Linked DNA regions of Sus scrofa: all the other regions are linked to region 1. Evidence: chromatin contacts called from public HiChIP or PLAC-seq data. All regions are on one chromosome and are shown on one strand. The core of a region is the stretch at or near the end of the contact, and the rest is flanking DNA. Distances in the headings are between cores, read along the strand shown.

The links. HiChIP or PLAC-seq counts read pairs in DNA pulled down with a chosen protein or histone mark.
Region 2: an H3K27ac HiChIP or PLAC-seq map of alveolar macrophages shows a contact between it and region 1. The contact joins two enhancer-like sites. A contact is called at or near these places in 2 of 5 promoter capture datasets (fetal skeletal muscle and liver) and 1 of 2 datasets of contacts at active chromatin or transcription factors (alveolar macrophages).
Region 3: a contact with region 1 is called in an H3K27ac HiChIP or PLAC-seq map of alveolar macrophages. The contact joins two enhancer-like sites. A contact is called at or near these places in 2 of 5 promoter capture datasets (fetal liver and fetal skeletal muscle), 1 of 47 Hi-C or Micro-C datasets (fetal liver) and 1 of 2 datasets of contacts at active chromatin or transcription factors (alveolar macrophages).

The regions. Positions count from the first base shown.
Region 1 is chr18:52,882,648-52,886,823 of Sscrofa11.1, reverse strand. No RefSeq gene overlaps it. Among named protein-coding and RNA genes, the nearest start is that of INHBA, 4.9 kb to the left of the region's middle. Within about 2 kb of position 2,328, at least 39 of the 83 cell types and tissues checked have an H3K27ac peak or open chromatin away from gene starts, as enhancers often do. A contact at or near this core is called in alveolar macrophages, where this site is marked.
Region 2 is chr18:53,628,626-53,632,432 of Sscrofa11.1, reverse strand. No RefSeq gene overlaps it. Among named protein-coding and RNA genes, the nearest start is that of SUGCT, 650 kb to the left of the region's middle. Within about 2 kb of position 1,647, at least 3 of the 83 cell types and tissues checked have an H3K27ac peak or open chromatin away from gene starts, as enhancers often do. A contact at or near this core is called in alveolar macrophages, where this site is marked.
Region 3 is chr18:53,693,936-53,697,997 of Sscrofa11.1, reverse strand. The region is part of intron 13 of SUGCT (succinate--hydroxymethylglutarate CoA-transferase); the gene reads left to right. Among named protein-coding and RNA genes, the nearest start is that of SUGCT, 590 kb to the left of the region's middle. Within about 2 kb of position 2,362, at least 2 of the 83 cell types and tissues checked have an H3K27ac peak or open chromatin away from gene starts, as enhancers often do. A contact at or near this core is called in alveolar macrophages, where this site is marked.

The sequences.
Region 1 (4,176 bases), core at 1,079-3,578:
TGGGTGATCACGGAGCCAGGGAAACCTCTGACTGACTAGACGACCCTTTAGAAAAATCCTGCAACCCAACAGCGAGCGCTCACTGAGGGACCAGCTTTCAACTTTGACCACTCGCACATCAAGCACGTCAGTTTCTCCCTCTTGTCAGGCTCAGTTCTGTGTCTTCCCATAAAACTTCTCCATGAAGTTGCCTCTATTGACAAAGTATTTTATTGTTGCTGACAGGGGAAAAAAATTCGCAGGGCTCTCCCTACAGGTTCTGATTTTCCTTTTTGAAATAAGCTATTTCGTGGAGGAAAAAATAGGAAACGATGTATATCTCTGAGGGATGATCTCCGCCCCCAGCCCACTTGCACTATTACTTTACATCTTGAAACTGAATGCCGGCTTCATAAATCATTTATCACTAAGAACTTTGGAAACAGTCATTCTCTGCTGGTGAACCTTCTAAGTGTCTTTCCCAAGTCTTTAGAATCCCAAACTAACTAGTAAAAAAAAAAACAAACAACAAACAAAAATACAAAAAAAAAAAAAAACCAAAAAACTCATACATCATTCTTCTTTATCAGAACTTCAAGTCCTATGATTTCTAAATTGTTACAAAGAGAACATGAGATTAATGGAAAGAAGTGAACATTTCCTGAAAGAGGAGTTAAGTTGGTCACGATGTTTTGGGGACGGAGGGGGGAGTGTTAGCAAGTCAGGGGAAAAAAAAAAAAACAGGAGGAAAGATGCCTCAGACATAAAAATGGAAGGCTTGTTTGAAGGAGTCTAGCTGAAGCACAAGCCGGGTACTCATGACAAGTTGAATAAAATGTGCAAAATTGGGAGCTAATGAAAGCCATATGACAAGATACGTTATTGTGGATGCAGGATTTAACATGCATAAAATAAACTTTTCACTGTGCCCACAAGCAAAATATAGAGGCTCTGGCCTCCTGATGGGTAGTTTAGGCCCCTTTCTTTGGGCCACCAGAAGTCTGCAGAAGCGGGCCTGCCTTGGCTAAACACAGAGAAAGTGTGAGGTCAGAGCCATAAATGGGGGTTGGGGCAGGGAGTATTCTAAGAATTGCATATGCAGAAATGAAGTCAAAAATAAAAATCATTAGGTTGTAGAGGAACAGAGGGAATCTGAGAAGGAAAGACAGAAACAGGATCAGTGCTGGTTAAACTCCTACCCTGCCCCTCAGTCTGGAACTGGAAGGACCCAAGCTCTCTGCAAGAAAGGAGCTCCCTTACCCTTTTTAAATGAGCTCTCCGGGAGAGCAGCGGTCTGAGGGGCATCTAAACTCCCCCCTGCCCCCCCCCCCAACCCCGGGTGGCGTTCTGGAAACGCCACCGGGTTTATGAGTCTGGGGGCACAAACCCACCCGGAGGAGACCCCGGATGCTGCTACTTACTACCAGATAACCTCAGTGTCTCTAAAGTGGGCTCCACAATAACTCCCCTGCGGGGTCAAAAGCACGTGCTCCGAAAAACAGGAGGCGATATGATTTCCGAGATGCCCAGTGGGCGCCTCTCTCTGAACATCTGTGTCACAGGAAATCTGCAGCACCCCAGAGGAGCCACCCAATCTCTGTGACTCAGATCGCGTTGGCCACGGATGCCATCGAAGTGCCCACCTGCCTGGGTCAGCCCACCAGCTGTGACGTCATTCTCTACCTGAATCCCCAACCTCCGGGCTCAGCCCCGCGGGAGATGCCTCCTCGCTCAGAGGAAGACGAAGGTGGGGGGTGGGAGGGGGTGGGAGGGGGTGGGGGAGGAAGCAGGCAGGTTCAAATAACTTCGCTCCACTCTTTCGGGACCGGGGGTGATTTTTTCCCTGCCGGACTCCGGGGCCCAGGGCTGAGCTGGGCAGCCCGGCTCCCGACCAGCATCTCCTGTTCCTTGCTCGGGTCGGTTTCTCTTTCACTTCCTGCCCCTCCCCCCGCAGCTCCCCCCTCCCCGGCCTGCGGGCCCGCTGCTCGGCCTGCTACTGTACCTTGAGCAACACCTGCTGGCAGCTCCCGGGGATCACGCCGGATCGCGGCCGCTGCTCGAGCCCGGCTCGCGGGGCTGGAGTCACGGCCAAGCCGGGCGGAGCGGCCGCCTCTATTTTTACCCCGAGCACCCGCAAGGGCAACTTCTTTTAAGAGCAGCTCTTGATTTTTCCCCCCTTTTGGCAGCTAGAGAATTCAGAGAAGGGGGGGAGGTGGGGGGCGGGGGGGGGGGGGAGAAGCACTGATCGGGGAGTGCAGCTGGCAATCTCTGAACCCAGCCCTCGGTGGCAGGGCTTCAAAGCGCAGCCAATGCCAGGGACCAGGACGGGGACCTGAGGGCCGGCTCCGGGGCGGACAGAGGCGCGCGGGGAGCGCTACCGCCCCTCCAGCTCTGTCCCTTTTCCGATCGCTGAGCTGGGTCCTGCCGGGTCCTGCCGGCTCCTGCGCTAGCACGGTGGCCCGCTGCCACCGCGTTTTTCACCTAGTGCGGGCGGCCTGATTTACTGGCTACTTCAACAAAGCGCCCGGCTCCTCGCTCGCCGGAGCCTTCTGCAGGGCTCTGTTCTCGCCTGGAAGGAGCGGCCCCTGGAGAACCCAGGGAGGGGGGGAGCAGCTTGTTTCGAGGAGCCGGGAGGGAAAGTGTGGTACCTTATTTTACTGTAATTGCAAAAGGCACGATGTGCCAGAGATGTATATTTAGACGTTGTATGTTTCTACTTTTATGTAAATGGAGCAATTAGGGCCTGTCTTGCTGCTGCGAACTCCAGGGCTTGTGCCTTGCTGGGAAAGCTAGTGTTTTCAATCACAATTAGTGAGCTGGTCAAAAAACAAAGTTCGTTTAAGGATACAGGCCGGATGGCCTGAGCTGGGGGAGAGACCCGTGACCCTGTGCTGCCCTGTGGCCCTCAGCGACACACTTCTTGGGGGCACGGGCCACCTCTAGCCGTGTTTACTCCGTGGCAGCAGCTGTCCCTGCACAAAGTTGGCATAGATCAGGGAGCAAGAATGTTCATTTTTCTTCTCAAGCAAACCGTCTGTCCTTCGGCTTCCATCCATGCTATTAATTGGTCTCTTTGCTCACTACTCCTGGAACAAGGAGACAGGCCCAGAAAAGGGGCTCGTTTGTCATGGCCCTGTTGTTTTAGCTGCTGCTCACGCTTTGCCGTTACTCAGTTAAAAAAAATAATAATAGTAATACACATCAGGAGGCGTGAACACCCCAGGCAGGTGCCTGGGAGGTTGTGATCTGATTCGGCCGAAGTGGCACGAGGCTGGGGGTTCAGAGCACGGACGAGGCTGCTGACGAGTCAGAGTGTTTGAGTTCAAAAAATCTGTTTCCCCCAAAGCATGATTTCTGGTTCATCCCGTCTGGGAAACCGAACATAAAACGTGACTATGGGGAGAAACCAAAAGGAACCCGAGGTGTTCTCAGCAGCTGACATGTTATTCTGGGCTCAAGGCAGGAAAACCTTGTCTCCGTGGGGAGCGGTGACTCCCTCAAGAGGCAGCCCGGAATCCAGAAAACGTGGGCAGAAGCCAGAGAGATATTTGTTGCAGTGAGATTTCGGGAGTCTGATCAAAAATGGTTTGGATTGAATATGGGGCTGGCCAAACCGCCTGTTTGCTGGACAGCTGGAGGCTGCCCATCACCTGGACGCTAGCTTAGGTAGAGTGAATTGGGACAAAGAAGAATGAGCATTGCACATTCCAAACTGAGCTAGGAAGCTGTTTGCTTTTATGTCCAAGGCAATGAATGCATACAGCTAAATAGAAGAGGGAGAGGGAACGTTACAATTCCTCCAAAATTCCTTAGAAAACAAGAGGGTCAGGAAGAGCTAACCCCAGAGCCTTATTCCTAAGCCTCTCATTTTTCTGAGAACCACCGGAATATCCCATAAGGCCTCGGGCTATGTATGAGTGCTCTGTTTTGAGAGTATTTGGAAGTGCCTTATCTGAACCAAGGGAACTCAGATGCTACAGCTAAAATGACTAAGGAAAGAAAAGAAAACAACGCCAGTAAATGAACTGTTAGCTTTCCATTTAGAATAGAGGCTCTCAAGTGCGATGATTTTGCTCCCCAGGAGACCTGGGGCCATGCCCAAAGGCAAAATTTTTTGCTTGGTCTAACTGGGAAGGGAGGTTCTACTGGCCTCTAGTGGGTCGAAGCCAGGGATACTGATAAACACCCTGCAATGCA
Region 2 (3,807 bases), core at 398-2,897, 750 kb before region 1:
AACACAGGGGTGCATGTATCTTTTTGAATGAATGTTTTGTCCAGATATATGCCCGGAGTGGGATTGCTGGATCATACAGGAGTTCTGTGTTTCGTTTTCTGAGGTGCCTCCATACTGTTTTCCATAGTCGTACCAGTTTTCATTCCTACCAACAGTGTAATAGGGTCCCTTCCCTCCTGGGTCATTTGGCAATGTCGAGAGACATATTTGGTTCTCTCAATGGGGTAGCACCAGGGACGGTTTGGCAGTGGTCGGTGGAGTGAGCAGGGCCAAGGATGGTGGGAAACATGAGCAATGCTCAGGACAGCCCATGACAAAGAATTGTTCACCTAAAATGTCAGTAGTGATGCTGTTGATAAATGCTGTTCTAGAGGAAGCTGCCCCTTGAGTCTGAAGAGCGCGTACCTGACTCACCTCCTCGAGGTCCATTTTTTTGACATTACTAAGTTTAGGGGGGCGGGAAATGGGATAGCTGAGCTATAGTAGGACCTCCAGATAAAGCCTACGTGTGTTTTCTTCTTTTTTTAATGGACGTGTGGAATCCTTGTTTTGTCTTCTTTCAATAAGTGTGTTTCTAGAGTGGAGGGAGCAAAACATTCTAGTTAATGGAGGGGCTCAGGTGTCCTTCCCCGTGGCAGCTACATTAAGGACACAGGTCAATTGCAGGAAAAGTCTCAGTCCTTGGTATAATCAGAGAACTCTAGCGTGCTCAGGTGACAATGGCCAGGCCACATTCCTTTTTCTGGGCCATAGTTGCCTCTGCAGAGTAAGAGGCTTTGGTGGAGAGAGTTTCTGAGACCCTTAGTTCAAGTTCTTCTGCTTTCTGGTTCTTCCCTGTAGGGTTAAGCTATGGATGCACAGAGAATGCCAGAAGTATAGACAAAACTGATGGACAGGTTTGAACACAACAGTTTACAAAAGAAAGGCGCTTTAAGGAAGGCAATAGGAGTACCCCTTCTGAGGACCTGGCGGTCCAGGACGGTAACGTAGGCTGTTTGCAAAGTTAACAGAGACGTGGGATCATCCACACGTCCCTTGGCTCATCTTCCTGTCCCTTGATGCACAGACCCTGTTGATGTCTACTCCGGGAAGAGGTGAGGTGTGACTGAGGCTGAAGTGTTCAGCTCGGGAAGGGTCTCAGGTCCGAGCTAGTGGGTGGAGCTCAGCTGCAGCCTCAGCAGAACCCAGCTGCCTCTTCACGAGCACATGCTCAGGACACCCCCCACACACCCCTGACAACCCACAGATAGAGATGTCATAGCATCTTGGCTACAACCTGGAGGTTTTGAGGGGGACCTGGAATCAGGAAAAGCAGGATAAGTACATGTGCAAAACATTACGCATTTTCAATTCTGCCCAGTTGTTCTGACAAGGTTAAAATGAGGACCAAAAAATTCACTAACCACTGGAAAAAGTTACCTCCCTAAAGGAAATAATATTTCAAAGAATTCAATGGAAGAAGGACATGTAAAGGTCATAAGATAGAGTTTAAGCCTCGGTGATGACTTTCCTTGGCCCGGTCCTCACTCCCACTGACCTTAAGCGAGTCACACCTAGAAGATATGCCAAAGGAAGGGCCTCTGGCAACCAGACTGCCAGACCCGTTTGTTGATTTTACTCAACTATCAGAACCTGGCCAGGCTCCAGGATCCACGCCTTCCCCGCCCACCCCTGTGTCTACTGTCTCCGTCTTAACCCACGCCCTTCTTGCCTGCCCTTCTGCCATGCCTGTCGTTTCTTCCAAACCCAGTTTAAACGTCATCTGGCTGGTCAGGCATTTTAAAATTCATTCCGGTCCATCCCGATGACAGTTGATTACTCCTTCACGCTCTCAATAGCCCGTGCCTGTCTGAAAAGTGCCATCAACGGCAGAGTGAAGATCCTGTGTTGGTAAAAGCTCTGGGCAGACAGAGAGGACGCGGGCAAGGTAGTCAATGTCAAGGAAGTGGAGATCGAGCTGGGCGGGCAGGACGTGTGACGCTGATGCAGAATGCCCCAAGTGCCAGCGCTGTTGGCGTTCAGAAGAGGAAGTGATCTCTGCAGCCTGGTGTGTTTCGGGAGGTCGTTCCCTAAAAACGTCATCATCTTTGAAGCAAAGTGAGACTTAAAGAAGTGCAGGCAGCATGGGTGACCAAGCCTTGGAGCCAGGACAGCCATGACGAATTTGGGAACGGGGACCTCGAGTGACAGTTTTAGTTAAATAGAGCATTTGGGCAGCGGAAGAGGGCTGCCGTCTCGGCAATGGACTGGAGGATTGGAGAGGAACAGGCATGAGAGGGTAGTTGGGGGCTTTGAGAGTCAAGAGGGTAATTTTTCTGTGGGCACCGAGATGTCACCGTAGATGTGTCAACAAGGACGTGACTTGCCCACTGCTGTACCCTGGGAAGACAGCCCTGGTGGTTGTGGTAGAGCCCACAGGATTACAGAAGGCTGGAGCCAAAGGGACCAACTGCCATGATCTGACTGGGTGCCAGGAAGGGCCTGGAGCAGATGGTAGTCTTCTGTGTTGCTTTCTACACACTGCTCCATACATCTATGTCATGTCAGCTTTCCCAGATTACAAACGCTTTGTAAACCAGGAATACATTTCCCTAGTTTTATAGCCTTGTCCCTTCTTGCCTTTCCAGCGCTCAGAATCAATCATCTGTTGGCGAGTAAATGTTACTGTTATTATTACTCTATAAATTTTTATCAGATTTAACCACTCCAAATAGGTTATAAACACACTGCACTGGGAGGGGCAATCAGGTAAGAATTTACGATGTCCAGTGTATTCTCTAGGGCCGAGGGTGCAGGGCCACCCGATCAGATCCATCATATTTGAGCTGCGAATCTGGAGAGTTTGTTGGATGATGGAGCCTTGAGAAGCCACTGCCACAGTTTCAGAGTTCTCGAAATGTACCACCTCATCAGGCTTCAGGATCCATCCTTCTCTGGAAGATGTGTTTATACAAGGCCATGGTCGTGGTTACAGTTAGCAGTGGGAGATGTGGATGCTGTGTCTGAAAAAGTCCAAGGCCAAGTGTCTGCCTGCCCCGAGGAAAGTACCAGCCCCTGTTACAGACTGAGGCCGAGCCCATATGCCACTCCACAAACTGGTGCTGCAGTTACTAATGGGATTCTCCCTGGGCAGCCCAGTCATGGCCAAATAAAACGGCCAAGGCAATTGCCTTGCACCCTGCATTCGAGGTGGCCTTGTTCTGTTATTTAACACTTTATCGTCCACGTACTTTCCTTTCCGAGAGAGATCGGATGTTTCTTAAGGACACGGTTTGTTTTTTTTTGGTGGGGGGGATTCTCCTAAGCACCTGGCACCAAAAGGGAGGATGAGTTAGCACGCAGTTAGTCGTTATTGAATTGGTCTGTCGAGAAAGCGCACTCAGAAATCCGGAAGACCAGCTATTTTGTCAAACTCATTTCCCACTGACGGAGATGCACTCCCGGTTTTAGTCTGAAAGGCTTGTAGTTCTGTGTGTCGTAAAGATTAAGAAGTTCAGAGAAGGAGCACCAGTGGAACCGCCCAGCTGTTCAGGTCCCCCCTCGGTATTGATGAAGCCATATCTTGCACCTGTGGCCAGTTCCTGTACCTGATTGTTTTACCCTCCCCTCCAGGCACAGGCGGGGGCTCAAAGCACTGCTTTAGACGGCTGCTGAAAGTAAACCTGAAGAGACGCAAACATCAAATCCACTTGCCATTTTAAGACCTTTGAAGCAACAGCCAGTTGCCTCTTTGGGAAGACTTCCTGTGAGACTGTGGGGCAACATCATGTAGACAGTAACGCCGAGGAGAGATATTTAAATGATCTT
Region 3 (4,062 bases), core at 1,113-3,612, 810 kb before region 1:
TTGCTATAAACTTCCCTCTTAGAACTGCTTTTGCTGTATCCCAAAGGTTTTAGATTGTTGTGTCTTTGTTGTTGTTTGCTTTTAGGTATTTTTTTAATTTCCACTTGGATTTTTTCAGTGATCCATTGGTTGTTTAGTGGCATATTGTTTAGTCTCAACGTGTTTGTGAGAGCTGCATGATTTAAAACTTTTTATGTTACATTAAATCTATACCTTTATCTTATTAAGACACATCATGACTTTGGAAATATGAACTTGTGCTTATGTCTTATAATAGGAAGGAACAATATATTTTAAACGTCTTAGGCGTTCCTGTCATAGCTCAGTGGTAATGAACCTGACTAGTATTGATCCCTGGCCTCACTTAGTGTGTTAAGGATCTGGCATTACCGTGAGCTGTGGTGTAGGTTGAAGACATGGCTCAGATCTGGCGTTGGTTGCTGTGGCTGTGGCTTAGGCCAGAGGCTGCAGCTCTGATTCAGCCCCAAGCCTGGGAACTTCCATCTGCTGCAGGTATGGCCCTAAAAAGAAAACAATTTAAAAAAAAGTTTTAATCTGAATCAGGACTAGGGTGGTGAGCTGAAGAGTTTTATAGAGGTGGTGGCTCCTGAAGCAGATGGCCTCATCCACAGCACTGGTCACTGTCACCAGCCTTGTGTATTCTGGGCTTCTGTGGAAAACCACCCCTTTGGAGAGAAGAATATTTGAAGGCATCTTCAGTTGACCTAATTCCCCTTGTTCTGATTCCACCTTCGCAAGCAATCTATCAATTCTCCAGAAGAAAATACGCCGATGGAATATACGGGCCTTCATGTAGCTATCTGGCCCCTATGACCATGGTTGCTGATGCAAACTGATAAAGCCCTTTCTTGTAATTATGTTTCCTCATAGTTGCTATAGGTGGAGACAGGCCAGTCATGAAAACATGAATACTTGTGTTCTGTATTCCAGACAGCAGCTATATACATTAAGGGTAGCATTCTGGTGTCTATGTCAGTCTTAAAGGCAGTTTGATTTTGAGTGTATCTGCTTTCTTGGAACAGAAGGCTGATAAGAACCAGGTTCTGGGTCTTTGAAGCACAGGGCTGGATCTAGCTGGAATTCCCTTAGACCAAAAATTTTCAAACATGTCAGTGGATAACAATCACCCAGAGAGCTCCCTGCAAGTATGATTCCTGTGCTTGGGATCCTGATTCAGTGGATTCGTTGTGGCTCTGCTCTTCACATTTTTAGAAACACTCTCTGGATGGTTCTGCTGTATAGCTGTGTTTGGCTATATGGTATATGCTCTTGGCAAATGATCTTGGGGCAGCTGTTGGCTTCAAAATTTACTTGGTTAACTTTTTATGATTTTATTTGTTTGTTGGGTTCTCCCTACTCCCCCAACCCCTCCCTGTCACCCCAGAGAATTTATTTTTCATTCTCGTTAACTCGGCCATACATGTAAACTATTTAAAAATATATCCTGGAGTTCCCTCGTGGCACAGTGGTTAAAGATCCAGCATTTTCACTGCTGTGGCTCTGATTACAACTGTGGTACAGGTTAGATCCCTTGCCCTGGAATATAACCTCCTAACATATTAAAATATCTTTTATCAAGAAGGTTTTTTGTGATAGTTAATCCACCTTATTTCCATAAACTAAAGTTCTACTTTTTAAATTTAAACTTTTTTTTTTTTGATTCCTGTGCTTGGGATCCTGCAACTGTGCTTGGGATTCTCCACCTTTGGGATCCTGCAACTGTGCTTGGGATTTTCCGACTTTCATTTCAGACATTTTGAGCAATCACACAAAAGTTTATAGGAATCTTAATACATGGACATGCACTGGAGATATTGCAGGTTCCGTTTCAGACCATTGCAATAAAGCAAATACTGCAGTAAAGCAAGTGACGTGGATGTTGTGGTTTCCTAGTGTATGTAAAAGTTACGATTACGCTGTACCACAGCCCATTAAATTTGTAACAATATTATGTCTGAAGTAATATAAATACATAATTAAAGAATATTTTCTTGTTAAAAATTGCCAACCACCCTCTGACAGTGCAGGACCGTCACAAGCCTTAAGTGGGATGAAGCGAAGAGCAATGAAACAAGGCGTATGCCCGTCCTTCTTTTCTAATACCCTTATTGTTTGCTGTTTTTTTTTTTTTTTTTTTTTCTGGTGAGTAAATGTAGACCTAAAGTCATGGTTTCCAAAGGGAGTTCCAGAGAACACTAACTTGTAGTTATGGGCTCCGAGAAGCTTGAGAAACGCTGAGTTAAATGGTTGGAGATTTCCTTAATGAAGCAATCAGATGGTGTGCAAGATGCTTGCGGGTCTTTGTTCATAATCAGATGCACTTCCTGAACCACTTGAGACAACCTCCTACGACCAAAGGAGTAGTTGGTAGCAGAGTCCGGACTGGAGCCCCGTTCCTCTAACTCTGTCTTCCTCTTTGTTATGACAGTGGAACCTTCTGTAAGTAGCTCTTTCCAGTAGTACCCCATCCTCAAATGGAAGTGCTTTTAGAGGCTGTCTTCTTTCATTAAATGGAAGGAACCTTGGCTTCTTTCCCCAAAACAGTGAAATAGGATGACTCCAGAAGTTCTTTAAGGAAAATAAAATCTGAGGTAGAAAAGCAGGGGTCCCAGCTCTTGACCTGAAGTAGAAAACTCATCATTTCCATAGGGTTTCAGTTCAAATAATGCAGAGCTGCTTTAATCTTGTCTGATTTTCAGAAGACCTTGTGCTCCCCTAAAAATCATAGTTTTTAGTTGGCAGGGGAGAAACTCCCAAGAACAAGTTGTGACAGAAAACTTTTTTAAAAACTACTTTTGGATTTCAACCAGCAGAATGTGCACAGTTTCTGACTGTTAGTGTATCCTTCCCATTACCCAGAAAATGGACTGTGGGAACTTGGGAAGGTGAAGTGCAATGTTATTTACATTTTTGTGCCAAAACATTATGCAGTGAAATAGTCAAGCATTCTGAGTGAGTGCAGCATGTGAAAATTAATAGGAACATTTTGAATATATGATCTTTACTTGAGGCTCTATAAATGAAACGGGTTCTGTCAAAAGGTACTTCTTCAACCTCTTTTAAATGTTTCTTTCTTTTTTTTTTTTTTTAACACTCTCAGTTGTTTATAATAACCCCTTTGGATCTTAGACCTCAAAGTTCTTTCCTTTCAGAATTTCCTTTGTTTGTCTGTGTACCAAAACTACTTTTCAGAGGGAAAAAAAAGACGGTGCCTTGAGTCCACTAAATAGTAAATGATGTGTAATAGCATTAAAATAGGACAGTGAGGGTGAGTATTGGGTTTGGAATCCAAGTGTTGGTGGCCCATTTAGTCCTAGACCCACGCCAACAGTGGACGTATGCAGAGATAGCCCATGGGGATCAGAATGCTCTAGATATTTTTAAGAGAAAATGTTTAATTGGAAGGTAACAGGTGACGTCAGCATTTCTGAGAAGGTGTTTTATAAGATGGCCACTTGGTAGACTTTGCATTCACAGGAAGCATATTCTGGAAAATTCATAATGATGAGAGAAAACAGAGGTGGAAGTGAAGGAATAAATATCAACTTTCACAGTCTGTTGAGGACCAGATTACACACTGCGAGTATATTGTTGGATTATTGTATTTATACCTCAAAAGCTGGGAGACTGCTTCTATTATCATCATCACTATTTTATAAAAGAGGCTTAGGAGAGCTAAAAGCTAAAGTAACTTGTTCAAAATCTTACATCGTAAGTGGCAGATCGGGGGAGTTCCGGTTGTGACTCAGCAGGTTACAGGCCCAACTTAGTGTCCATGAGGATGCAGGTTTGATCCCTGGCCTTGCTCAGTGGGTTGAGTATTCTGAGTTGTCAAGAGTGTGGTGTAGGTTGCAGACGTGGCTTGGACCCTGCAGTGCAGTGGCTGTGGTGTAGGCCGGCAGCTGCAGCTCCGATTCGACCCCTAGCCTAGCAACTTCCATATGTCGCACCTGCAGCCCTCAAAAAGAAAATAAATAAAGGCAGGTCAGGGATTTGAACCCCATTTTTTTCTGACCCCATACCCCTGGTCTGCATCATAAG